2 separate regions of the Danio rerio genome follow, and region 2 is linked to region 1. A link is a contact called in public Micro-C data. All regions are on one chromosome and are shown on one strand. Each heading gives the region's core, a stretch centred on a gene start, on an enhancer-like site or on the middle of the called end of the contact. The rest is flanking DNA. Distances are from core to core; before and after follow the strand shown.

Evidence for each region. A called contact is a pair of places that touch in the nucleus more often than the background predicts.
Region 2: a contact with region 1 is called in a Micro-C map of caudal fin, with 8 times the contacts expected there. The contact joins the promoter of gnl1 here to the promoter of pals2a in region 1. A contact is called at or near these places in 1 of 18 Hi-C or Micro-C datasets (caudal fin) and 1 of 4 datasets of contacts at active chromatin or transcription factors (caudal fin).

The regions. Positions count from the first base shown.
Region 1 is chr16:22,838,697-22,844,486 of GRCz12tu, reverse strand. pals2a (protein associated with LIN7 2, MAGUK p55 family member a) reads left to right here and starts at 2,266. Exons shown (of 14, transcript NM_001256189.1): 1 at 2,266-2,411. The region is part of intron 1 of LOC137487900 (a long non-coding RNA gene); the gene reads right to left.
Region 2 is chr16:23,021,460-23,027,249 of GRCz12tu, reverse strand. It overlaps gnl1 (guanine nucleotide binding protein-like 1), which reads left to right and starts at 3,702. Exons shown (of 12, transcript NM_001077253.1): 1 at 3,702-3,826. The coding sequence starts at 3,754. All of the region lies in intron 1 of LOC137487900 (a long non-coding RNA gene), which reads right to left.

The sequences.
Region 1 (5,790 bases), core at 1,017-3,516:
AAGAAATTCTCATTTTAATTGATGGATACAATAAACACAAAACATTCTTCATTATGATCACGAGCTGCGTAACGTAAACTAATCTCATTGTTGTCTCTTTTCTACCATTTTACATGAAGGGCATGCTGCCGTAAATATTTAGTTGGAACGTAGTGTTACGTTTAAACTAAGTTCAGTAGTGCAACACAAACATTTAGTACTGTGTTTGTTTTAACTTAGTGTCCCTTTAAGTCACAACTAGGCTGCGTTTTAACTTGCACACTGCTGGTGCAACAGGCCCATGAAATTGAACCTTTTCTTGTTATTCACAGATTTTTTTTATCATTGTTATTTTTTTATTTACAAATCAGGCCAAACATTGATGAAAGGTACCATTTATGCCACTTATTGGAGTTTTCTGGGAAAAATAACGAAACGGGAGGGTGGCTGGAGATTAGTCTGTGTTGTCTGTGCCTCCTGTAAAGTTAGGAGTAGATCATCTGCATTTGTGATTAAAGAATTATCCCAAACATAATAGAAGATTGACAGCAAAATGATGTTCTGTGTTTTTCAAGGAAGATAGTTAAGTGTATTTACAGTGAAGAGAGGAAAATTTAAATTCCTGGACCATAACCACATCTGTACCTCTGAGAAAAAGGAAGCACTGCGTCACAATGAAAAGCATTAAGGATAGTTCACCCACAAATGAAAATTTACTCACCAAGTCACCATTACTGACCCTCAACCAGTAATGACGCTCTGAACCTGAGTAGTTCCAGATCTTTATGAGTGTTCTCTGTCTAACACAAAAAGATTTTTCAAGACCTTTTGACAAATGTTAGAAGTATGAAACACAAATACTATGGAATTTAATGTTTAAAGGTTCCAATATTTTTTTAAATAAATTACATCTTGTGACTAACAAAAGTCAAACAATGGCAGAATTAATGTGTGAACTATTCCTTTGGTTTCCATTAAAAATTATTTTTCATAAAACTTCATTTAATTTTCTCTGTCCTCTATTTTTTATTTGAATTGTCTCTTTTTAGATTTAAGAAAATGTCTACTTGGTGTTGCTAGTTTTTTTCATCCACAAAAGTAATGCCAGTGGTATCCAGAGAGTGGCAGTGTTGCAGCTTTGGCCCTTACATGTTCTGTACATTATAATATGTTGATGAATTAAAAGCATTGCAAAAATGATCAATCATTAAATCTTAATAAAAGTAGCAACACAACATTTATAACTCATAAATAAATTCTTAAATTTTAATTAAACATTTTCTGCTTTTTAAATATTTTTAAAACATTACTTTTTGTTAATTGTTAAAATGTTAAAGATTTACATTTAAGTTAGTGTGGAATAAGTCAAGGTATGGAGCTAATAACATGCCAAACCAATCTGAATTTGAATTGTGTTATTTGAATTATTGATAAAAGTAGTTTAATAAGTCAGAATTTTTACATGCCATTTTAAATTGTTTTGAATTTGAATTTCTTATTAACACAATTCAAATTCCGATTGTTTTGGCATATTATTAGCTCCATATCAAAGAGTTAAAAAAAAGCCAAAAGATTTTTTTTCTAACAATTATTTAAATGAATTATATATATATATATATATATATATATATATATATATATATATATATATATATATATATATATATATAAATGATAGTTTTTTATGCTCTAAGTTCATTAACGCAGAATGAAGGGAGTGAGTGTAAAGAAAGTTAAAGAGCTGGTGCTGCTCTCTACTGGACAGCTAACAGAAAATTGAAGACGTCACGTCCCCAAAAGATGTCATATTTAATTTATTCCTGTCATATGTAATATTTTACTATGGATTAATGTGTGATATTATTATTGTAAACAGAGTATTTCATGAAAATGGTGGCTAAGTTGATAAATGCTTATACATATCCAAGCGTTTCCTGATAGATTATTATAAACTTATATAAATTATATCTCTAAATATAAAACTGTAGAATTCAGAATTAAGTTATATATATATATATATATATATATATATATATATATATATATATATATATATATATATATATATATATATATATATATATATATATATATATATATATCTTATAGATATGGTCATACAAACCCTTAATCTTAAATGAGCAAGTTACTAATGGGGCGGAGAAATGACATAATCGTCCCACGTATTTCACAAATGAGTCGCACATGCACTACTATTATACAGGAATAGAACGGACGGTAGGCGTGTTCTTCTGCATCTCATACCTCCGATTGGTCGTTGCTCTCGGGCGTCAACGAAAAGGGCAGGTCCGTGCGTCTTGACTGACATAGGGAGCACTAGAGAGGATAAGTGTCTTGTTCTGTCTGCTTGGGAAATTTATGGGGCTTTAAATTCTCACAGGGACACGGATTCATCAAAGGGGGACTGCGAGGTACGTCTTGAGCTTTATGAATTATTTGAGGCTATAGGTGCGGTTGTTTGTATGAGCAGGGCTCTACACGTGGATGTCTGTGCAGCTGTCTCACACTGGGGACACTTTTGATTGGAGCGCTAACCAGCTAAATCCAGTTAGCAGTCTAATAATAAACAGCTGATTGCTGCTAGCACTCCGCGGCTACACTGGTTAAGCTAACTGTTGAAAGCAGTTCAAGGCATGAATGAAAGAACTGCGAAAATCAGCAGCACGAACTCGCAATGTAAACTTTATATTCTTTGGGCAATCGAGTTTGGTTTGTAAAAGCTGTAGTAGCACTGAGCGCGAGCAATGTGCTCTTTGCGTCCCACGCGCTGCGCTTTTCCTTGAAGTTGAATGGGCCGCACGTGCGCTCGTGTTGCCATCATAAAAATCTCCGGCGTGTTACGTACTGTCCAGAGTGACTGGAAACGTTAACTGGAGGCAGGTTTTTTTTTTTACTAGAACAGAACAGATTAACAAAACATGGCACTTCCAGGACAGTCAACCGTAGCAAGAATGCGCGAGTGAATTTAATGTAACAATGAGAGCAGCCCAATTCAACACGGTCATATAGCTTTGGTGCGTTATAACTCATTTACAACACCGTACAAAGGTATTTTTAAATTTGTTCTGCATTTGCTTGCTGCTAAGTACTGTTAAAGTGGGTCATTATACATCTAAATCGCAAAACAGACCCCAGGAGTCAGGCATATTTAAAGGGATAGTTCACCCAAAAAAATGAAAGTAGTTCATTTACTCATCCTCCACTACTTCCAAACCTGGTTGAGATCATTTGTTTGAACGCTAAAGATGATGTACTGAATAATGTAAAGAAGCACGTTAAAAGAAAAACACTGAATAATGCACAGCTCTAATTTGTTCATCGTCTAACTACAATCAAAAATTGCATACATTTTCTAAGGAAAATACGCACATGCGCGTTTTGCCTTCTTAAGTTTTATCTGGCGGTTGGCAAATCACGTTTTACCTTCATCACACAGGACAAATGAAAAGGAAAAAAATGAATTTTAATGCACAGTAAATTTAAGTTTGATGGTTCGCTAAGTTCTGATAATACTTAGTTTGAAAAAATCTGACTATTGTGGAAATATGCAGATGGAAGACTGACTTTTTATACTACCTAGCTTTTAAACAACATATACTTAAACAAAATTACTTCTAAAATAACTTTTTTAATACAATTGGTACACTTTCAGGTGTTTTAATGGCAGTGATTATGGTTCTTAATAAGAACAATAAAACATGTTTTTATAGTGCACTATGAAATAATAAATATAGTCCCTTTAATGAGGGGTCACCACAGTGGAATGAACCGCCAATTCATCCGGCATTTGTTTTATGCAGCAGATGCCATTCACACACAGACACTACAGATAATTTAACTTAACCAAAACACCTAGTGCGCATGTCTTTGGATCCCAGAGAGCAGTTCACACCGGACAGTTCATTAAGGATGTACCACTGGATAACGTCTTGCTATAGTAGTTGAACATGATATTTAATTAATCTTGTCTCTATCTAACAATTCTTCGGTCTTTTAAATCAATCAGGTAACATGTCACAGCGTCAGTACACTGCTTCAATCTTTTGCTTTCACACTTTGAAATTTTAGCAAAAACCTCTGATACTGTTAGTAGTGCACCATTTACCAACCAAATTTGTCGACAGCATTAAAACGACACAGATCACTCTGCCTATTCATGCCAGAGTCCCATTGTGTAATCCCATTGGGTAATTTGTGTGTAACTTATCTTTATTTATTCAATTCAGCTTTATTTGTATATCGCTTTTAGCGATATACAAATAAGCAGCTTCACATAAATGGTCATAGTAACTGGAACAGTGTAGTTCAGTTTTTAGTGTTTAAGTTCAGTTCAGTTTAGCTCAGTTCAGTGTGATTTGAAATCATTACTGAGAGTCCAAACACTGAAGAGCAAATTCATCGATGCGTAGCTCTACCAATCCTGAACCATGCGAGCCAGTGGCGACAGCGGAGAGGGAAAAAAAACTTCACCAATAGGAGAGTGAAGGGAAAAAAATGGGTATGAGTGAAACAAAGACCATGCAGGGCAGGTAGTTGAAGCGGTAGGCTACAAATAATTAATTTGTCATGATACTTCGTTCTTATTAGTAAATACATTACCTACTGTAACCTTATTGTAAAGTGTGACTATTAAATAGATTGTTCACTTCAGAATGAAAGTTTACTCACCCTGAAGTAGTTTTAAACCTGTTTTTCATGAGTTTATTTTTCTGCTGAACACAAAAGAAGATATTTAGAAAACAATGAACAGAATCATTGAGATTTATAGTACAGTAAGAAGAATAATTGCCAGTGGTTTCCAACCACTGTTTTTATTTTATGTTTTATTCGACAGAAGAAAGAAATCAAATAGATTTGGATAAGTGGAAGACGAGTAAATTGTGACTTTTTAGGCAAACTAGTTTTTTAATTCATTGCAGTTGTTTGAAAACAAACGTCTGAGGAAACATTTTATGTTGATAAGTTTGTTTCTGAATTAAAGCCTCTATAATATGCTCCTCTACTTTGAAACACCTTGGCCTAGTTACATACTCCCCAGCCTTTTGGCCTCAGGCTATTCGTGTGAACATTTTATTCTACGTCAGACACTGCAGAAAACACATTGTGTACTATGATTCAAAGCAAAACACACAAGACCAAGTCAGAGTGTGACACTGCTTGCTTGAAATTGCCAAGATACTGCTGGGGCTGGATTCACAATGCATTCTTGAGAAAAAAATTCTTCTTGACTGCCATTGCTTCCTGTTTTTTAACTTAGGAAAAGAGTTAAGTGTTTTTTATATATATATATATATATATATATATATATATATATATATATATATATATATATATATATATATATATATATATATATATATATATATATATATATAATCTTAATGTTCTTGCCTTTTTTAGATTAAGAAAAAACATTAATTTAATTCTTGAAAATAAAATACTTAAAACAAGGTAAAGTTAAAATTACTGACCACTAGTAATGCTTTTTTGTTTAAATATGAAGCATAATATTATAAAATTAATAATGTAAAAGCATGAAATTTTGGTTTAAATTAGCCCTCTTGGCTTGTTAGATGTTTGTGTTCCAGAGTGAAATGCTTGACTGGTGTTTCCCATCTCCAGTCCGCAGGACCTCTCTGGCTGCACATTTTGCATTTCTCTCTTATTTGACACACGAGAATCAGTTCATAGATCTTGCTGTTTACGAGCTGATGATCCGTATCAGGTTTTTTAAGTAGGGAATGCATACAAAATGTGCAGGGTAAAGGTGTTAAGGACTAGAATTGTGAA
Region 2 (5,790 bases), core at 2,453-4,952, 180 kb before region 1:
TATATAGAAGCTCAAATACAGCAGTACATTATGCCACATACATAATAATTTTTTTCTCAACTCTTTTTTTTTTTTTGCATTTAAAATAGAGCTGTCCAAGGAGGGTAAAATCTAATAGTGATTTTTCTGAAATTGTGATTTGATTCCATTTGTGATTTTAATTTAGTAAACAGCTCAAAATTATCAATGGTGTGTAACACACTTTAAAAAAAGACAATACAACATGGTTTAACAGTAAATCTATAAATAAATATTATGTCTAAATAAATAGCCTATATACAGTGTGTAGCTTTTATATGTTTTATCTGAATTATATATATATAGGTGGCATAGTAGGTAGTGCTGTCGCCTCACAGCAAGAAGGTCGCTGGTTCGAGCCTCGGCTGGGTCAGTTGGCGTTTCTGTGTGGAGTTTGCATGTTCTCCCTGCGTTTGCATGGGTTTCCTTTGGGTGCTCCGATTTCCCCCACAGCTTAAAGACATGCAGTACAGGTGATATGGGAGATTAAATTGTCCGTAGTGTATGAGTATGAATAAGTGTGTAGGAGTGTGTATGGATGTTTCTCATAGATGGTTTGCAGCTGGAAGGGCATCTGCTTCGTAAATAATGGATAAATGGATAAGTTTGCGGTTCATTCTGCTGTATTAATAAAGATTAATAATTATTTCCCAGAATAATAAAGGGACTTATCCGAAAAGAAAATGAATGAATGAATGATATTTACACAGTTGTTAACAGAATAATTAAACCCCGTTTATTTTTTTGCCCAATTTCATGAAAGATTTTTTTCAACACATTTCTAAATATAATTATTTTAATAACTAATATCTAATAACATTTATTTTATCTTTGCCATGATGACAGTAAATAATATTTTATTTTATTTTTTCAAGACACTTCTGTACAGCTTAAAGTGACATTTAAAGTCTTAACTAGGTTAATTAGGTTAACTAGGCAGGTTAGGGTAATTAGGCAAGTTATTGTATAACGATGGTTTGTTCTGTAGACTATCGAAATATATAAAGCTTAAAGGGGCTAATAATTTTGACTTTAAAATTGTGTTTAAGAAATTAAAAACTGCTTTTATTTCATAGTATGTGAAATTAAAATTTTCACAAACTGAAAATTTCCTTGCTTTGTTAAGCATAATTTGAAAAATATTTAAAAAACAAAACAAAGGGGTTGCTAATAATTCTGACTTCAACTGTATATTTACATGGATATATATAATGTTTTGGGGATTTTTTTTAATGCTGTAGAAAAATAAGATAATAATAGTATAAGCAAAAGAAATGTTTTGCTAACAAATAAAGTTTAAAATAAGCATTTTCTCTTGACATTCATTCATCCGCTTTTCTGGGGCCGGATCGCGGGGGCAGCAGTCTTAGCAGAGAAAACCCAGACTTCTCTCTCCCCAGACACTTCCTCCAGCTCCTTCAGGGGGGATCCCGAGGCGTTCCCAGGCCAGCCAAGAGACATAGTCCCTCCAGCGTGTCCTGGGTCTTCCAGGAGTCCTCCTCCCGGTTGGACATGCCTGGAACACCTCCCTAGATAGGCGTCCAGGAGGCATCCAAAACAGATGCCCGAGCCACCTCAGATGACTTCTCTCAATGTGGAGGAGCAGCAACTCTACTTTGAGCTCCTCACCCTTTCCATAAGAGTGCGCCCTGCCACCCTTCGAAGGAAACTCATTTCGGCTGCTTGCATCCGAGATCTTGTCCTTTCGGTCATGACCCAAAGCTCATGACCATAGATGAGAGTAAGAACGTAGATTGACCAGTAAATCGAAAGCTTTGCCTTTCAGCAAAGCTCCTTCTTTACCACAACAGACCAGTGCATTGACCGCATTAAAAAAAATTCAAAAATTTTTCGAAGGAGGTGGTCCCCAAAGTGAAAAAGGTTGAGAATCCCTGTTCTATAAAGTCTTCAACCAACTAGACCTAGCAGTAGCAGCTAAGAAGAGGGCCATTAAAGGGCTCATAGTTTACCCCTTTTTTATGATTAAATATTAGTATTATGGTTCTCTTGAGTGTGCCAGTTTAGGCTCAGTTCAACACAGTTCAGATTTTTTTATTATAGTGTGTTCAAAAGTGTCATGTTGGGGGCGTTTACACAGTTTGCTGTCTTAGAGGCGTATTGCTTCATATGAAAATTAGTTTCGGCTTCCCACCCAACGTAACAAGGGGGCGGAGCCAAGAACTCACCCGCTCTGTGTTTTCAACAGACAGGCAGACACCTAGTTAAGATCACAGGGAGCTTCTGTGACCTCGAGAAATGCAAACGGCTGAATTTTAAGGTAGACGCAATGAAAAGCACACATGTTTACAAGCCTACCTAAAGATACAACCAATAATTCCGATTACAGCAATCATGTGGTGAATGTTAATCTTGTGTTGAGCCCAATGAGCCTTACATCTAAAAATAGAGCAAGGATGTTCCTTTAGTGATATCGCTTTGACTCACACTGAAAATGGCGGACGTAAATCAACAAACTGAGCATATGGTGACGTCCATCAATGGGCCTGTAAATCAATATAGGTGGGCGGGGGGACCACACTCCTACGTCAAGTTGCGATCACTCTGAAAACTGATCCAATTGGTCCACCGTTTTTATGTTGTTAAATTGAAAAAAAAAAGGACTGGGTGTGTTTATATCACCCCAACATTATGGTCTATACACTATACTTACACATCTGTCTGTCCAAACAGCTTGAAAAGTAGATTTTTTTTACCACAGGTTCCTTTTAAGTCTGTTTGAGAAGCTGCAGAGAAAGCCACAAGACGGCAATTGATAATGAGGGCTGATCTGTGGGTGATGGCTACTGGGACGCAAGCTGGGGTCTGATCAACCTTATCTGGGTCACCTGGGTGAGTATGTCGATAGTTGAAGACCGAAACACCCGGTGACCCCAGGGCCAGGATACATTACTGACGATGCGCGCTAGTGCATTTAGATGGTGTATCTTCTACACTATTCTCATTATTTTGAACACATAGAAGAAAAGGGGATTGTCTTAATACAAAGTGATTTTTGTTCACTAATATGACAAAAAGTACCAAGTAGCTATTCTAGTTAACAAATTGCTTTAAACTTTCAAAGCTCCCAGAAGATAATGTTTTCCTAAATTAGGATTTTTTATGTGTTTATTTTAAAGGTAAATGAATTCTATACAGTGCTTTTTCCTAACTGTAAAGCTCCTCTGTTAAAAATAAAATGCAAATTCTAATAGAGAATAAGAGATCAAGTCTCAGGTAAGAAATGTAACTCAAAAGTAATGTAACATTACTTACCATACAAGGTAACTATGTAACGTAACCAGTTACTTTCTGAGAAAGTAACTTAACATTGTAATGCATTACTTTATAAAAAAAGCTTTCACAAACGCTGACTGATACCAATTCCAGCATTCAGTTTCAAATCTTTGGTAGACTGTCTGTGCCACACTACTACTCAAAAATATAGGGGTCAAAATTACTACTTGGTTTGTTTACTTTTGTGAAAAATCGTCGCATAAAGTCAACAAAGGCACAAGAACATCATAAAGCAATGGGAAAGTCAAAGTGAGATGTATTTGTGACGCCTAGTGTTGAATGTGTGAAGTTCATGATGGTAGCGTCCACCCCATCAGTGGGCGGGGTCACGGAAAAGTCCACGCGAGTAGCGGAGAAACTTCACGAATGTAAATATTGAGCGAACAACAGAGGATACGTCCTCGCGCCTTATTTCGTCCTTCTTTTTTGATTAATGCGACCATGCCGCGCAGAAAGCCTTTCAGTAACAAACAGAAAAAGAAGCAGCTCCAGGTGAAACGCGAGAGAAAGAGAGGTGGGTAACTAGCTTAGCCGAGTTAGCGCGCTCGCAGACCCTCTACGCCAGCCACGTGATTTTTTGTTTTATGATTTATATTTCAGTGTGCAGTAATGTGACCATGTCCCTCCATGTTAGATCAGTCGCCGATCAACTACGCTGCTCTAAATACTTTGCTTGCTAAGTTTTTGTGGATGCTTGTGACCAAACTTGACACCATACTGCTGTCAAATTTATGTCTGACTAGGAAACGAAAGAAGACGCTGAATTTAATTAATAAAACAGCATAAATCCATCACATTGCGCTTATTATGGAGGTCGTGTACAGTATAAACAACTGCTCGTGACAACTCGAGTGTCACGCGCCCCAACGGTTATTTGTCTTCATGGACCAGATTTCCGTTTTTATCTGTCAACTGCGAAATGACGCTGAAAGGCCTGATGATGATGATGATTATTCACCGCATTTTGAGCGGCTTGTGTTTTGCTGTTGTTAGCGCTTGTGTTATGCGGTATGTAAGTGCGCAGACTCAGCGTGAAGTTACGTAACACAATAACAAAGCGATCAATACATGCTAAAGCAGGCTGAATTAACTGCCTAAGTATTCGGCTCTAGTACACAGAAAAACTACTTAAAATAACTGCTGCTGATGAAGCAGTGATGTGGCTTTAAAGTGATTATTATGTGTCGTCATCAATCTAATTTTATTGGCATAATAATTGTAATTCATCAGAGTATTACATGATTATTACAGCAGAAGCAGCGTGGGTTATTTTCCACAGAAAGAGTATTAAGGTCTTAATACAAACAAATGAGAGTGATACTTTATTTTCGTGGTTCTTTTTAGACATTCTTTTGAATTCTTTATGTCAGTAATTTTGCAATTACCTGTCACAGCTTACTCTCATTTTATTATTCATAAGCTGCTAGTTTAGGGATTGTAGAATAAGTACAATAACACTATTTATGTACTACACATATTTATGTATTACACATATTCACTTATCTATGTAACACACATATTTAGTTTACATTGCAATTTGCACATAATATTGCTGCACATTCAAAATTGTCAATAGCAGAGATGCCCGAAGTAGAACCCGCGGGCCAAAGTTGGCCCATGGTATCCTTTGATTATCCCACCATCCCATCTGAATAGAGTGGGAGAAAGCCTTTGACAGATATCATCATTTTGACGATCCACTTGAAATAAAGTGATACAATTAAATGGTGTAAATAAGTCAGACGTTTAAAATGTAAATGCTGTCACTTGACAGATATAGGTCAATGCACAAGTCATCTGCGAGCAAATGAAGCTGAAGGCAGGAGCAGCTTGACTACTGTATTCTGCATTGAACTCCATTGTGTTATAAATGGGATTATGTTTTTACTGTAATATTTTCAGTATAAAATTTAAAAAATGATACTGCATGTGTTACTTAAAATGATTTAAAGCAACATTGAATTTTCGCTCAAATCGTGGTGATTCATATAATGTAGGTCAACATCTATCTGCACTTTGAAAGTAAATAAAAACAATAACAGGAATTACACGATTAATACCGTTGGCTGATGACAATGCAATGAGGTTTTATGAAGTGAAACGACTGGTCTGTGAATGAAGCTACACATTATTTACAATGTCATTAACTTCAATCCACAGCATCAGCAAGAAATTGTTTAACAATATTAAGCACAAGTTTCTTGTAACATAATGACAAAAATCAGTGTTTTAAAAATTCAGTCCTGCTGTTTAAGATTATGCATGAAGGTTTAACTGGTACCATTATAATATACAATTGAGCACTACATTCCACATGTGAAATTGCACCAGAACATTCAGGACATTTATTGAGTCTGTGATTTAAACGTAATAATAATAGTAATTTAATAATAATAATTTCATCTAAACATCTCTTTAGTGTTCTGCTGAATAAAAGAAAAGTAACTTGTATATTGACTGACCTCAGTTAAAATGAAC